5 separate regions of the Mus musculus genome follow, and regions 2, 3, 4 and 5 are each linked to region 1. The links are chromatin contacts, called in public Hi-C and HiChIP or PLAC-seq maps. All regions are on one chromosome and are shown on one strand. The core of a region is the stretch at or near the end of the contact, and the rest is flanking DNA. Distances in the headings are between cores, read along the strand shown.

Region 1 (2,700 bases), core at 122-2,621:
GTCCCCCGAATAAAACAAAAAGCCATTCTTCTAGAGTCACGCATGCTTCTAGACCTTTCCCTGCAGCTGTTGTTTAGTTTTTCTTGATGACCAGGCAGGTTTTGATTTCCAGGGTAGTCTGTTATTAAGTCGGGGAGGGTAGGTTTCTACTGGGATCCCCAGCCTGGAGAAGCAGGGGATCCCCCCAGCCTCTGAAAGGGTGTGAAACTTTTCAACTCTCCTCTCCTCTCCTCCCCTCCCCTCCCCTCCCCTCTCTCCCTCTCTCCTCCCCCCTCTCTCCCTCTCTCCTCCCCCTTCTCTTTTCTGGTCCCCTTGTCTCCTTTCATCTCCCCTGCCCTTCCCCTTCCTCTTTCCCTCCCTCTGCCTTTCTTACTTCTCAGTCCTCTATCTTGGTTACCTTTGGTAGGTCTCTTACTCTCAAGGAAAAAAAATGCTCTGCAGGTATCTGTAGGCTCTCCTACCCTCAGATCCAGCGAATGTTACCACAGAATGAGCTGGTTTATATTTTGTACTTAGGGACTTTCAAAAGTATTATCATTGAGGTTGCTGATCCCATTGATAACTCTCATCAGCCATGGCCAAGTGGTGATCATGACTTTTGTTGATGGTTATCGGTGTTTACTGGTTGGACTCTTGGGTTGTCAGGCAACATCTTTTTAATTTGATAGAAATCAAAGGAAAGTAATCTCTCTCTCTCTCTCTCTCTCTCTCTCTCTCTCTCTCTCTCTCTCTCTCTCTCTCTCTCTCTCTCTCTCTCTCTCTTCCCCTCTCCCTCTCCCTCTCCCCTCCTCCTCTCCCTCCCTCCCCACCCCACTCTGGTTATTCTGCAGCTTTGTGATATTTGAAAAATCTCAGAATAACAGTATCTTCTTAATGGAGGTTAAGACTCTTATTAAATATTACTCAGTGGTTTTCAAAGTTCTGGGTGCTATAAACCATTGGGGGACCTTGGTCAAAGTGCAGACTTCTAAGACCTAGAGGCAGATTTTAGCATTCAGTAGCTCTGGATGACCCTCGTCTTTGCATTTCCACATATTCTCAGGTTGTTAATACAGGGACGGGTCGGTGGCTGGACCCAGATCGTGGCGAAGCGAGCTGCCCTGTTAGCTCTCCACCTGCCCCACACAGTGTTTCCATGCAGGCTGCCGTTCTTTAAGCTGGGAGTGTTGTTTTCTTTCGCTCAACCCGGGAAGGAGCCTTTCCCCAGCTCAGTGTTTCACCTGCATTGCTATTTTCAGAGCTTTTGGTTTCAGTATGAGAATCGAAGGTTGAACTGAAATCAAATACATTTGTCTGGGAGTGGGATGGTCTGTCAGGCATTGATCTCCTTGAGCTGGCGCTCTCTGGGAACGCCTCCCCAGTGAGAATCCCAGTCAGGATTCTAAAGGTTACATGGAATAGGCCTGATTTCTGAGCTTCTCTGGGGAGATCACTTAATTCATAAAGCACAAAGTGGAGAAAGCCGCCACATACCCACAACTCCCCCTCGTTAAGTAACCAGAGCACGGTTCCTGTTATAGAAGAAAATAACGTGTTGATTAGCGTGTAAGCCAGAAAATACCCCCGAGCGGTGAATCTTTAAAGATGAAATAGTTGCACTTTGGAAGACGGGGAAAAATGGCAAAATGAAATCCGGGTAGAGTCGGCTTTGCGAAGGCTGGGTTTCTGCGTGCGCGCTCACGGCATTCAGCCACGAGGGGGCAGCATTGCACTTTGGTTGAAAAAACGGTCTGGCAGGAAGGGAGCCCTTTAAAGGAACATAACATCTACGTGAGCAAAGCTAAAAACCAGAACATTAGCAAGCACCAGAAAACCAACAACGCAGAGCCCAACTGTCTTTGTTATAATGTGCCGTCTTCGCTTCTCCCGTGGACGGGATTTAATATTGTAGTATTAAGACTTTCTGGGCCATATCACGTCAGTTCATAAATACATGCTTAGGGGTGGTGGTGGGTATGCAGTGAGATTATTATGATTATATGTATATATATTATACCTTCCACTTTTGTTTGCCTTGCCTTTCTCAGCTTACCGTTCTTGCGTTGTTGTCAAATACCAGGTCTCCCACATTGCTTCCTCCAAGGCAGAGCCCAGACCTTCTGTGGGCTGCCCCTCGGTGTGGCCCGTGATTTTGTGGAGTTCCATGGAGTTTGGCTAGAAAGTTACTTACTCCTTTCCTTTTTGTACAAAACTAGGTTCTTAATTTCCATGGTTCTGGCCCTTCTCTAGGGATTGTAGCCATGGAGACACTTTCAGAGGAGTCAAACCATCGCTCTGTGGGGAGTAGTTGCATCTTTGAAATGGACCCCTAAGTCACACTGAGACCAAATCCAGCCTTTGAGCTGAGAAACTCAAGCTCCACCAGCTCAGGGGCGGCTTCCCTATGCTCCCGGACAGTGAGTGAGTGCCTGGTGTTGAAGGTGCATAGTAAATATTTGTCCAGTGAACGAGCCCCATTTCAACCCTCACGCCGTGACCGATCACCATGCCCTTCACCCACTTGGGATTTGCTTTTGGCTAATGACTAACGTGAGACCACACGAGGCTGGAGGTGTTCACTTGCCTTTCTTTCTAGTCTCCAACACTGTTTTCTTTCTGAGTTTGCAGGGTCATGGTGACATGAGGCAGAGTTTCTTGCGGGGGTGGGGGTGGGGGGAGTCATTTTTGTTTCTCTGATGTTTGCATACAATTACAGTGTTA
Region 2 (2,700 bases), core at 53-2,552, 500 kb after region 1:
ACACATATATACACATATATTCTCTCTTTCTCACACACATATACATATATGTATATATATATGCACAGCTTTAAAAATATTTCTTTAGTAAATATACAAACAGCATTTTAATCTGGCTCATAGATGGGCTACAGGGGTTAGTAACTCAGGTGATTTGTTTCATTGTATGATATGTTTCTCATGCAGAGGAGAAAGCTGAGGCTCAAAGAAGTAGAATGCCTTCATTCTTATGGCTATGCAGTTGTCCAGAGAGATTAGGACAACAGTCTATGATTTTCTAGCTCCAGAGCTCAGAGTCTTTCTAACAAACCAGTTAATCTTGTGGGAGGAAAGGCAGAAGTGAGCCCTTGATCACAAAAGACATCAGTGTGAACTAAGGAAGTAACTATAGAACTTTACTATAGAAGAAGAGGAAGTAGAAAGCAGAACAGAGAGATGGAGGTGTCTGACGCAGGGCCTGGGCATCCAGAAACTGTAGAAGAATGATTGCTTTCAGGGACTGATGCGTAATGCATCCTGTGTAGGACATTGCAGATGTTGGCCTGTGGGAAGCCTAAGCTTCCACTGGAAGGCTTTGGGACCTGATCTAGCAGTCATTGAGACTGGCAGGCAGGTGCCAAGGAAAGTCTTTGGAGAATGGAAATCAGTGCTTGGAAATATTAACTTGATTTCAAGTCCAGTGGGTTTTCTTCTTGTGACAACCAGTTTAAATGGAGTTATAGTGGTGGGGACTTCTTTAACCTTCTTTTGCGTGTTTGGTCATAATAAAACAGCATCTTTGAGAAGTTAACTGACACTTCTTCCACTGCTAGGGAGACACAGTGACATGGCATGCAGCAGAAGAAACATAGTCACCTATCCCTGGCCTAAGATAGAGATCCACCTACTTAGAGAATAAGATGAATCAACACTTTGTCCCTGCACTCCCTTCGTAAATACAGGGCTGCAGGTGTTTCTTTATTAGTGAAAAATGATCCATTTATTGATTCTCTCTGCTACTGGAAAAGCAAATGAGACGAGAGGAGATGGTTTGTTTATAAAGAATATTTATAACTCAAAATTATCCAAGCCAGAGAATTTGGTTAGTCATGTAAATTTCCAAAATAAATGTAAAGGACTCTTGTCCAGTATCTTGTTTGATATCAACCTTGAGATTTTAGCATTGGAACTGTAGGACATGCTAGCAACTAACCTTGCTTTGAGTTTTAGGAAATTCAAGTTCTGCTTTTGGATGGGGAAATGTGAAGAAGTCAATGGTCATGCAGATGACTCGTGTTCTTGGAGACAGAAAGGAAAGTCGTCACAATCTGGTGAAATAGATGAATCTTAAGGCTGGAAAGATGGCTTAGTGGTTAGGACCGCTTGCTGCTGTTTCAAGATTCAGGTTCAGTTCCCAGTATCCATGTTGGATGGATTACAAGCACACATACCACCACCTCCAAGGGATCCTATGCCTTCTAGCTTTCACAGAGACCTGAATACAGATGAACATACCCACATTAGATGGACATAACCACAAACAGATAAACAGACACAGACACACACACACAGAGGAGTGGGTAGGTGCTAGAGGAGGAAGAGGAGGAGGCAGCCCTTAGACTTTTAGCATCAAATACAAATCATAGGTTAGAGTGTGGGTATGTCAAGCAAAATACTTTAAAGACCGTCTATCACCCATTGGATATTCCGGGGAAAGTTGGACGTAGGTAAAGAGAGAGCTAACAGTATGACCACAGGACAGGAGACAGCTTGGTAGACCATTGATCCTGCTAGACAAAGTGAGCTTCAAAGTGGTGCTGTGCTCATAGAGCCACATGGGTCAGAGAAGATTCTAGGTTTTTCTGCCTTTTGTTTTTCTGGGCTAGGATCTTAGCATGTAGCTCAGGATGACCTTGAACTTGCAGTGCTGCTGCTGCCCAGCTCTGTGACTATAGACATGTGACCACCACATCAGCCAAGATTCCATTTCTGCATCTGGATTATTTTGCTTTAAATTTAGCTATCTTTGTTCTTTGTCCTTTCTCAGCATCTTGCTTGTTAGTGAAGGATGCTATGGTGGCAGACTCTGCCTGTCCTTTCAGCTCTAGTATACCCGATGTAGTTGGCAGAAGATGCAAACTCTGGGAAGGGGAGTGGACTATGAGGAGACCTGAGATAAAAGAAACCCTACTACAGTGGCCAGAGTTAATTTCAGAAGACAGTTACAGTATAGGTGGTCAAATGGGGGAAATGAGCTAATTTCTTAGACCATAAAACCAAGGGCCACATCCAGGAATCTAACTCAGTAAGATTACCTTAAGGACAGGGCTCATGATTTGTGTGTGTGCCAGGAAACAAGAATAACACTTGTGAGGAAATCGATCATGCTGTGTTATGAGGAATCCCTGATTCTATTTATTTTCTTTATTAAATGTGCTCACAGGAGACAGACAGTTCCTGGTAAATCTCAGTGGTCTGGAAGATTTTAAGTCAGTATTCTGTGTGTTTTGTTCTCTTAAAAGCATGAATATGAGCAGGAAAGGATCATTCACCAAGTCTCCTGCACTACTGAAGATGTTTTCAATAGCCCATTAGGACCATATTGTCTATTTGCACCGATTAGCCTAATAAACAGAACAGGGCCCTTTGTCATGATTTTCACAAATTTACAGGTATTCACCTGCTGTTTGTGTGTTCTATCCTCACCTAATAAACTTCTTG
Region 3 (2,700 bases), core at 160-2,659, 270 kb after region 1:
AAAACAATATATTTGTTACTTTATTGTATTGTGTTACAAGAAATTAAATCCAGGGCCGTAGACATGCTAAACAAACTGTGCAACGACACTTGGCCTAAAATATCTTTAAATACATGTGTACTTGTGTACTTTTCTTGACTTTATATGTCTCATTTATTCAATATTAAATGCATATTTACTTATCTTCCCCTGTGCATACATCCTGCATCTAGCAGAGAGAAATTTGAGAGCAGTGCAAAAGGTTTGTCCACTCTCCACACACTTTGGTTCATTGTGGAAGAAGACACAAACCTTAAGTATGGTTTGAAACAACAGCCTCAACTTCATATATGTAAAACTATGGAATTAAATCAACAGTTTCCAGATTTTCTTTTTACTTCTATAATGTCTTTTTTGAAATACTTTTAATGGTAAATGTGTGATGATTCAGATCTTAATTATGTGAGCATATAACATACAGAATGAAACCATCTTTTTGTTGTTATTGTTGTTGTTTTTCAGGATAGAATATCACAATGTAATTCTGGATGCCATACAACTCACTATGTAGACCAGGCTGGCTCTCATTAAAAGATTAAAGGCCTGTGACACTTTGCCTGGCATATCAGAGAAATTCTTATTCACAAGACAGTTATTAAAATTCTTTTATTGATGTAGAGTACCTTTTACATTGGTTTTTATTTATGTGTATGCCCTGGGTGAGTTTATATGCACTACCTGTATGCAGGTGCTTGCAGAGACCACAAGAGGGTGTCAGGTCCCCCAGAACTGGTCTTACAGGTGGTTGTGAGCCACCTGAACCTGATTTAAGTGCTTGGAACCAAATCCCCATCTCTGGAATATCACATAGCAGTCTAAAAGACTGGGCCACCTGCCAGCCCTGATGCAGACAATTTTGAGACAAGGACAAACTGATTCATGCGGCGAGAAGGGTTCATGGCCTCAGTTTTTCACTCACACAGCAAATTATGGTGACTCCGATAAGCAGAAGAGTCAGAGACATACCATGAAAAGAATGACCTAGTAGGAATCTCTGCTCAGGAAAAGACAGATAAATTCTAGACAAATAGAATCGGAGAAAAATATACAGAATTATAGGCCTGATTTGGGAAATAGGTTAAAAATTCGGAGTAAAGTAGGGGAAGGACCGGTAAGAACATCAGGCTGCCAGTGGACATGGAGATGCTTTCCCAGTGACTTGCAGAACAGCATCACCTGGCTCTGTCTATATCATCCTCCCGTGGGACATTAAAATTAGAATAGTTTTTGTTATCAATTTGTCTGTCATTTGAAAGTTACCAATGGCTTGGGCCAAATGAGGCTTCACTTGTGGCTGGGCTGGCTGCAGTTTTCCCCGTCAAAGCAGCATAAGACGTTCTAGGAAGCAAGAGATCCAATTGAGAATGACTAGCTGGGAGTTTTGAAGTTATGCTAATTAGGCAGTGATTAGGCTGCTCCAGCAAAGGCTGGGGTTTTATAGTGAAGCGTTTGAGAAATGAAACCGGCACGCTGATTGCCGATTTTAATGAACTGAGATGATTAGGTTAAGAAGCTGGTTTGTAATGTACTCCGGATCTTCAAGTCCCTTCTCCTTCTCATTGTTTAATCCTATGTGGCATGAACTGCGAAAGGAACAGCGTCAAGCCTGTAGAACTGCAATTAGAGAAATTCGTCATGGAAAGCATGATGTTTGCAGTGGTGGTGTGACACAGTGAATACAGGCGAGAAACTCCAAGGAAGGGTCAGACTGGGTGCGCAGTCAGAGGGGATGGAAAGCGTCAATGAAGGTTTTGAACATGAAGAGAGTCGAACAGAAAATTAAAAGCAGGTTATCATGAAATCCTTTAAACACTGAAATATTATTACTTCTTAAAAAGCATTCTCATGCATATGCGCTCTCTGTCTCTACCTCTGTCTCTGTCTCTGTCTCTGTCTCTGTCTCTGTCTCTGCCTCTGCCTCTGTCTCTGTCTCTCTCTCTGTCTCTGCCTCTGTCTCTCTCTCTGTCTCTCTCTGTCTCTGCCTCTGTCTCTGTCTCTCTCTCTGTCTCTGTCTCTCTCTCTGTCTCTGTCTCTGTCTCTGCCTCTGCCTCTGTCTCTGTCTCTGCCTCTGTCTCTGTCTCTGCCTCTGCCTCTGCCTCTGTCTCTGTCTCTGCCTCTGCCTCTGTCTCTGTCTCTGTCTCTGTCTCTGTCTCTCTCTGTCTCTGTCTCTGCCTCTGTCTCTCTCTCTGTGTATGTGTGTGTAGGCTTGTACTATATAAACATGTGTGTGGAGGTTAGATGGCAGTGTGGGTCTGCCTTTGCCTTCTGTCTGTTTTAGGACAGAATCTTTTGTTCTCTGTTGCATACAGCAGCCTAGCTACCCTGTGAGTTCCTGCATCCCATCTCACAGTAGGAGTCTTGGGATTACAGATGTGTATTCTACCACATCATAATGTCTGTGGGTTTTGGGTATTCAAACTCAGATCTTCATGATTGTAGAGCAAACACTTTACCTTCTGAGCTAACACCAAAGTCTTTTTACTTCCCAATTAAACATATTTATTGAGACGTTCCTTTTTTTTTATCATGCTCTGAAAACTTTATTCAGGAGTGGCAATATAAGCATAAGCAAGAGGAGGCTCCAAGGGAGGGGGAAAGAGCCCCGGGGCTCTCTGAAGGTCAGGTGGCAATCTTCAGCTCCTGGAACTGTTAAAAATAGTT
Region 4 (2,700 bases), core at 74-2,573, 370 kb after region 1:
CACAAACTTTCATGTTCAAGGCAGTATTGTTCATAGTAGCCAAGCAATGGAAATAATCTTATGAGTCCATCAAATGATACATGGATTTGCACATACTTCAATAGAATTATATCTAACCAAATGGCAGATGGAATCTTGTCACATGTAACAATATGAATGGAAATATGAAGGGGTGGTTGTTATAAGTGAAGGAAGACAGATAAAGAGAGACACTACTACCTGTCATGAAAAGCCATGTATAGATTGCAAGTAGATTTGTAGTTATCTGAGCTTGAGGCATATGGAGCCGAGAGAAGACAGTATGAAGAAAAGTTGACTGTTGAGTCGGTAAGGCACAATAGATGGACTGTTTAGTCCCTCTGCAATAATATTGTACAGGGGAATATCAAGCAAGAATCACCATGTATTTCAAACAGAAAGGTTGTTATCATAAAAGCACGATAGACATTTGTAGAGATAAAGATATTCAACTCTATTTGAATATCATATAATGTATACATATCTTGAAACATAAGGTGGTACCCATCAAAGTATGTATTTTCAGTGCCTTTAGATAACAATTAAAAATATATGTGTTTAAGGAATAAACCTTGAACACGTGTTGGTCATGATCTTGATGTCTTAAAACATGATGGCAGAGGGGTTCTAGTGGAGTTGTCTCTTCTTGGTAGTAGAGGGCATGTCTCTGGTGAATGAAATGTGCCTGCTCCTTTAAAAACAATGAAATATATTGCTTCTCAGCCTTTTGGCTAAGATCAAGTGTAAAAACAATTGAACAGCACTGTTCTTGTGAATGAACAGGAAACAGAAGACAGCCCTGGATGTCAGATGCCCTCAGTGATAGAAAGAAAAGAGCTGCCTGAGTGTGTAACTGGTTGGTAGTGAAATACAAGTATACACAATGGTACTTGATTTATTCTTGCATCTGTGTTTTGTTTATTTTTGTTTCAGAAGACACAAACAAACGACTTACTCATTTTCTGTGTTCAAAGATTTGAGAAGAATACTGGAAGCATCCTAAGAACCGCCTTATTCAGATTTCTGTTACTCCCCTTAAGATGACACTTGTACTGGGAGTATAAGAGCATGCGGAGACTGTTTTGTCACTGACCTTGTCACACCTCACAGCACTTGATCATAACAGCCCTCTGGAACCAGCATGGGTGGTAGCTGAATTCCTTTAAAACTCCATACATTAAAATGTAAACCAGTCATCTGTCAATATCAATGTCAAAGATTCAAATTTGAATTAGACACATCCCATAGAAAGAACTAAAGGTTAGTGGTTCATTTGGTAGTTTCCAGTGACCAAATGTATGACATTGGAAAAGTCCCTTACATTCCAGAGTCTTGTTTCCCTTAATTGTAGCATAAGAATCTGAGCAGTCCTAAATTCCATAACTATTAAATTGAGTCCTGTGCATGCAGTTCAGTATTGCCCATGATAACCTAAGTTTTCTTCCTGAAAGGTGTGACTATGTAGAGAGAAACAGACAAATGTTCAAGTAATATTGGTGCAGAACAAGCTAGAAGAAACCAGAAGTTAAGGACAGGAAAAGAGTACGTCAGCTGTGGAGGTCTGTTTAGCATGCACAAGGCCCTGGATTCAATCTTTAGCATTGCAAAACAACACACAAACAAAACCATTTAGTTGAACAAGCAAATGAATACAGGAAATGCAGTGCAAAGGAAGATTTAACTAAACTGTCCCCAGTTCTCAAATTTCAGTTTCACACTGACCTTAATTCAGTCTCAGAGAGCTGGGGACAGGAGCCCTTGGTGATAGGGAAAGGTGAACAAGAAGAAGAAGAAGAAGAAGAAGAAGAAGAAGAAGAAGAAGAAGAAGAAGAAGAAGAAGAAGAAGAAGAAGAAGAAGAAGAAGAAGAGAACCAGATTTAGAAAAGGGAGATTGAGACAGACAGGAGTGAAAGCTATATTTACTTCCAAACGTCCTGATAGTTTCATTAAGTTTTATGCCACTGAGCTCTAAATTGCTTGATGTTTTTGTTCCCTAAATACTACATATGTTCTGAAAGTCCATTAAAAGTGACAGAGTTTGGAACAATGGAGTTAAAGCTAAAATTGAGGATTGATAACTTTCACCTACAAAATGAAAGCTAGACAGAACCTGATGATACAGGATTCTGTAGAGAACAGAGGCTCACAGAGGCAGTGGTCGGTAGCGGGGGTGGATGAACTGCAGGGGTAACAGACTGTCTCTGGAGAAAACGAATTTTTTAACTTATTTTTTATTTATTTATTTTTTTTAGCATGACCCCAGTCAAGTCTGAGACTGAAGGCAAATTTGGTATTTCCCATCTACTTTTTATACCATTTTAATTACATGCAAGTATTTTGGGTGAGCAGTACAATAAGGAACTAACAAAGCCTTAAGTGAATTCCTGTGATTACTCCCATGACAGTTGTTTAAAAGGGCTTGTCATAATGACTAAAATACATGAGCCCACTTCCTTGTCCAAGCCCAAACTCTTGCCTGAAGCCTAGTTCTTCTGTTCCACCCAAAGACTAAAATTCCTGCCTTACCCTACTTCCCTATTATAGCCTAAAGTTAGATTCTTGCTGAAATTTACTTCCTTATTATGCCCTAATATAAGATTCATGAATTTTAACCATGTGCAACAGGAAGTCCCCAAGGTTGGTCTGATTTGTGTATCAGTACTAAGCAAGGAATGAGGGTTG
Region 5 (2,700 bases), core at 65-2,564, 300 kb after region 1:
TCACAGGTGCTAAGTTATATGACAAGAGGGCCACAGCGTTCTAGTCTGTGGTTGCACAGTAGAGTTGCTGTAGATAATGGTAATGTACTATGCCTTTCAAGAGGTTAGAAGGGGCTTGAATGCTTTCACAGTAAATAGTGTGCAATGAGTACCCTGATTTAAATGGCGTAATACAGATAGTCACTGCAGTATCGCCTCCAGATCTCTGCTCAAAATTTCTAGAAGTTTTCCTTCCTTCCTTCCTTCCTTCCTTCCTTCCTTCCTTCCTTCCTTCCTTCCTTCCTTCCTTCCTTCCTTCCTTCCTTCCTTCCTTAGGCTGGCAAATCCATACATATTACGGGTCCTCCTAATTTTTTTAAAAAATTATTCTCTGCAAAAAGTCTTCTTCAGCTCCTTAGATAATGAGAAAACTGCTGATGCCTAGCTAGAACCTATGCCATTGCCTCTGGGAATCCAGTGGGGTTCAAAGATGAAGTGACCTGGGCAACAGCTTTCTGCATTACATTATCACCTGTCACTACCTCTTACATTCTTGGTAAGAACAAGGTGGCCCTCACCACTCAGGGCAGGACCTTGAGTACCAGCCAGGTGCTCAGCAGCTTGCTTGACCTCATTAAAATTGAGCGATCAAGTTAATGTTTGGGTTTGAGGCCAACTCTCTTAAAGCTGTTTAAAGTTTCGAAGAATGTTATCAGACAGGAGATTTGGCTTCTGATCTTTTCTTTGTCTTTTCTAGAACAACTTGAATGGAAACAGACTAAGTGGGAATTAGATCTATAGACTGGACTAAAGGCAAAATTTATGTGCTAGAGAAAATTACATTCGGTACTTGGCTAGTTACCTTATCTTTATTTTTAGTTCTGCAAATCTAGAAAATAGAAAAATTAATCATTATGGTTAAATGAAAACTTGGAAGCTACAAAATTGACGTGAGCACTGGCCAGGAGAGCAAATCATGATGGCGCGTGTTTGTTTTCAAGAAGTAGAGATGGGCTCCTGACAACTTCTACTCAGCACTGTGCTGGCTCACAGCCTGACCTGTGTTTTCATGTCTGCCCTGCTGAAGGTCAAAAACTGAATTTAGATGACAGAGAAAGTATAGTACAAGGGAACCGGTGCAGTTCCTAGCGGCTTTGTCAAGATCATGTGGGACTGGTAACTGATCAGATTTCTGAAGGCTGCGGATTTTCCTGAACATAAATCAAATCTCCGCCTATGAAGCATAACGCCTTTCCCTTTCAGTTTAATTATTTACTGCCGAAGGACATGCTTCTGCTCTTGTATAGGCTCCAGTGAACTTCCCCGCACAGTGGTCCTGTCAGGCTGGTGCAAATGCCTTCACTAATTGGTGTCCTGCCCTGTTGTCCTCATGCTGAGTTCAGCATGAAGCCAGTCGCTCTCAAAGAACAGGCTCAGTGTGATGAAAGTAGCCCTGCAGACCACAGATGTGTGGTGCCTGAGAGTGTTTGTTCAGTCAACATGGACACTTTTCAAACACAAATAATACAGGTGGCCAGAGCTGATTGTTACTGTTAACTCTCATGGTCAGAAGACTCCCTGAACTTGTGGGCATTCAGATACCCATTAGAGATTGATGACTCTGGTGTTAATCGCCCTAAAAAGTATTCTTGGCCACCGAGAACCCAGAAGACTAAGGATGAATCCTCACTATTGTATGCCTATAATTTTATTGAGGTTACAAAGGAGACTTCTGGGCAATAGCATTGGCCATTTTGTCATGTAGCTGTATTTGAATTCCCTTGTGTACAAATTTATCTTTAGTGTCTATAAGTTGGTTAATGTTCTCCTTCAATCTGAAAGTATGAACGTATATGACATAAGAGGGATGCAGAATAGAAGTGAGGACTATAGAGCAGATCATGACTTAAGCTTTGAAAATTATTCTTTACAGAAATTGAAAATAGGAACGAATGAATGAGGCAGGCATCTTTCACCTCAACCTGACAAAATCATCATGCTATCGTTATACACTCAGAATCTAACCATTCTGAATATGTTACAATTTCCACACGCCCTTACCTTCATTGCACGAGCAGAACTTGGCAACTTCTCAGTGAAGTAAATACAGCAGCTATCATAATGCAGAATTTCAGATGCTCAAGTTGGAGATTGCCCACTTCTTTGATCGCAAGCATAGTTCTCCACAATTCACAATGAAAGCCCAACTTCCGTGCTTTGGTGACGATAGTCAATCTTTTAAATATTTTCACATATGAAATATATAGACTCTTACCCAGGCACAGTGACATATCCCTGTAATCCGGCTCTTGGGAATCAGAGCTGAAGGACTGTCTTAAGGTCGAGGCTTGGTTAGTATAGCAAGTCAGGCCTATGCAATAAACCCCTGTCTCAAAAAACCAAACCAAACCAAACCAAAGCCTATAACCCTGTACTGCGTAGCATGTACACTGGCTTAGTTGGCCAAAGATTGGTTGATTTTCAATGTTCTGGTCCTACTTCTCTGAAATGAAATTATAAAATTGTGTTTTCCTATGTTTCAAAGATATATAGGTAGGTATTTTCAGTATTTGTAGAGATGGGGGTGGAGTAATCTGGCCTGCTCATAGCTGTGCCGGCAGGCAGCTGATGGTATCAGGTGAGTAAAGGGGAAAGGAGTAAAGCTGCTGGTGAAACCCAGCTTCTTAAAGCTGAAAGAAGCAGACTCAGACATAAAAGGAA

What was found. Hi-C and Micro-C count contacts between places; a contact is called where the count stands out from the background. HiChIP or PLAC-seq counts read pairs in DNA pulled down with a chosen protein or histone mark.
Region 2: an H3K27ac HiChIP or PLAC-seq map of bone marrow-derived dendritic cells shows a contact between it and region 1, with 3 times the contacts expected there. The contact joins two enhancer-like sites. A contact is called at or near these places in 12 of 484 Hi-C or Micro-C datasets (the AtT-20 cell line, the G1E-ER4 cell line, Th1 cells and 9 more), 9 of 115 datasets of contacts at active chromatin or transcription factors (SST interneurons, bone marrow-derived dendritic cells, bone marrow-derived macrophages and 5 more) and 1 of 9 other capture datasets (embryonic stem cells).
Region 3: an H3K27ac HiChIP or PLAC-seq map of SST interneurons shows a contact between it and region 1, with 4 times the contacts expected there. The contact joins two enhancer-like sites. A contact is called at or near these places in 9 of 484 Hi-C or Micro-C datasets (adipose-derived mesenchymal stem cells, bone marrow-derived macrophages, embryonic stem cells and 2 more), 3 of 115 datasets of contacts at active chromatin or transcription factors (SST interneurons, bone marrow-derived macrophages and embryonic stem cells) and 1 of 9 other capture datasets (embryonic stem cells).
Region 4: a contact with region 1 is called in an H3K27ac HiChIP or PLAC-seq map of bone marrow-derived dendritic cells, with 5 times the contacts expected there. The contact joins two enhancer-like sites. A contact is called at or near these places in 2 of 484 Hi-C or Micro-C datasets (liver and nephron progenitors) and 4 of 115 datasets of contacts at active chromatin or transcription factors (astrocytes, bone marrow-derived dendritic cells, bone marrow-derived macrophages and 1 more).
Region 5: a Hi-C map of uterus shows a contact between it and region 1, with 8 times the contacts expected there. The contact joins two enhancer-like sites. A contact is called at or near these places in 10 of 484 Hi-C or Micro-C datasets (bone marrow-derived dendritic cells, cerebellar granule neurons, cerebellum and 3 more), 5 of 115 datasets of contacts at active chromatin or transcription factors (bone marrow-derived dendritic cells, bone marrow-derived macrophages, embryonic stem cells and 2 more) and 1 of 9 other capture datasets (embryonic stem cells).

The regions. Positions count from the first base shown.
Region 1 is chr3:50,905,157-50,907,856 of GRCm38.p6, reverse strand. No RefSeq gene overlaps it. Among named protein-coding and RNA genes, the nearest start is that of Gm37548, 18 kb to the right of the region's middle. Within about 2 kb of position 1,371, at least 109 of the 459 cell types and tissues checked have an H3K27ac peak or open chromatin away from gene starts, as enhancers often do. A contact at or near this core is called in SST interneurons, bone marrow-derived dendritic cells and uterus, where this site is marked.
Region 2 is chr3:50,404,698-50,407,397 of GRCm38.p6, reverse strand. All of the region lies in intron 6 of Slc7a11 (solute carrier family 7 (cationic amino acid transporter, y+ system), member 11), which reads left to right. Among named protein-coding and RNA genes, the nearest start is that of Slc7a11, 38 kb to the left of the region's middle. Within about 2 kb of position 1,302, at least 57 of the 459 cell types and tissues checked have an H3K27ac peak or open chromatin away from gene starts, as enhancers often do. A contact at or near this core is called in bone marrow-derived dendritic cells, where this site is marked.
Region 3 is chr3:50,638,965-50,641,664 of GRCm38.p6, reverse strand. No RefSeq gene overlaps it. Among named protein-coding and RNA genes, the nearest start is that of Gm6209, 54 kb to the right of the region's middle. Within about 2 kb of position 1,409, at least 13 of the 459 cell types and tissues checked have an H3K27ac peak or open chromatin away from gene starts, as enhancers often do. A contact at or near this core is called in SST interneurons, where this site is marked.
Region 4 is chr3:50,536,549-50,539,248 of GRCm38.p6, reverse strand. Gm6209 (a long non-coding RNA gene) reads left to right here. Exons shown (of 6, transcript XR_003954471.1): 6 at 952-2,700. Among named protein-coding and RNA genes, the nearest start is that of Gm6209, 49 kb to the left of the region's middle. Within about 2 kb of position 1,323, at least 5 of the 459 cell types and tissues checked have an H3K27ac peak or open chromatin away from gene starts, as enhancers often do. A contact at or near this core is called in bone marrow-derived dendritic cells, where this site is marked.
Region 5 is chr3:50,608,180-50,610,879 of GRCm38.p6, reverse strand. No RefSeq gene overlaps it. Among named protein-coding and RNA genes, the nearest start is that of Gm6209, 23 kb to the right of the region's middle. Within about 2 kb of position 1,314, at least 22 of the 459 cell types and tissues checked have an H3K27ac peak or open chromatin away from gene starts, as enhancers often do. A contact at or near this core is called in bone marrow-derived dendritic cells and uterus, where this site is marked.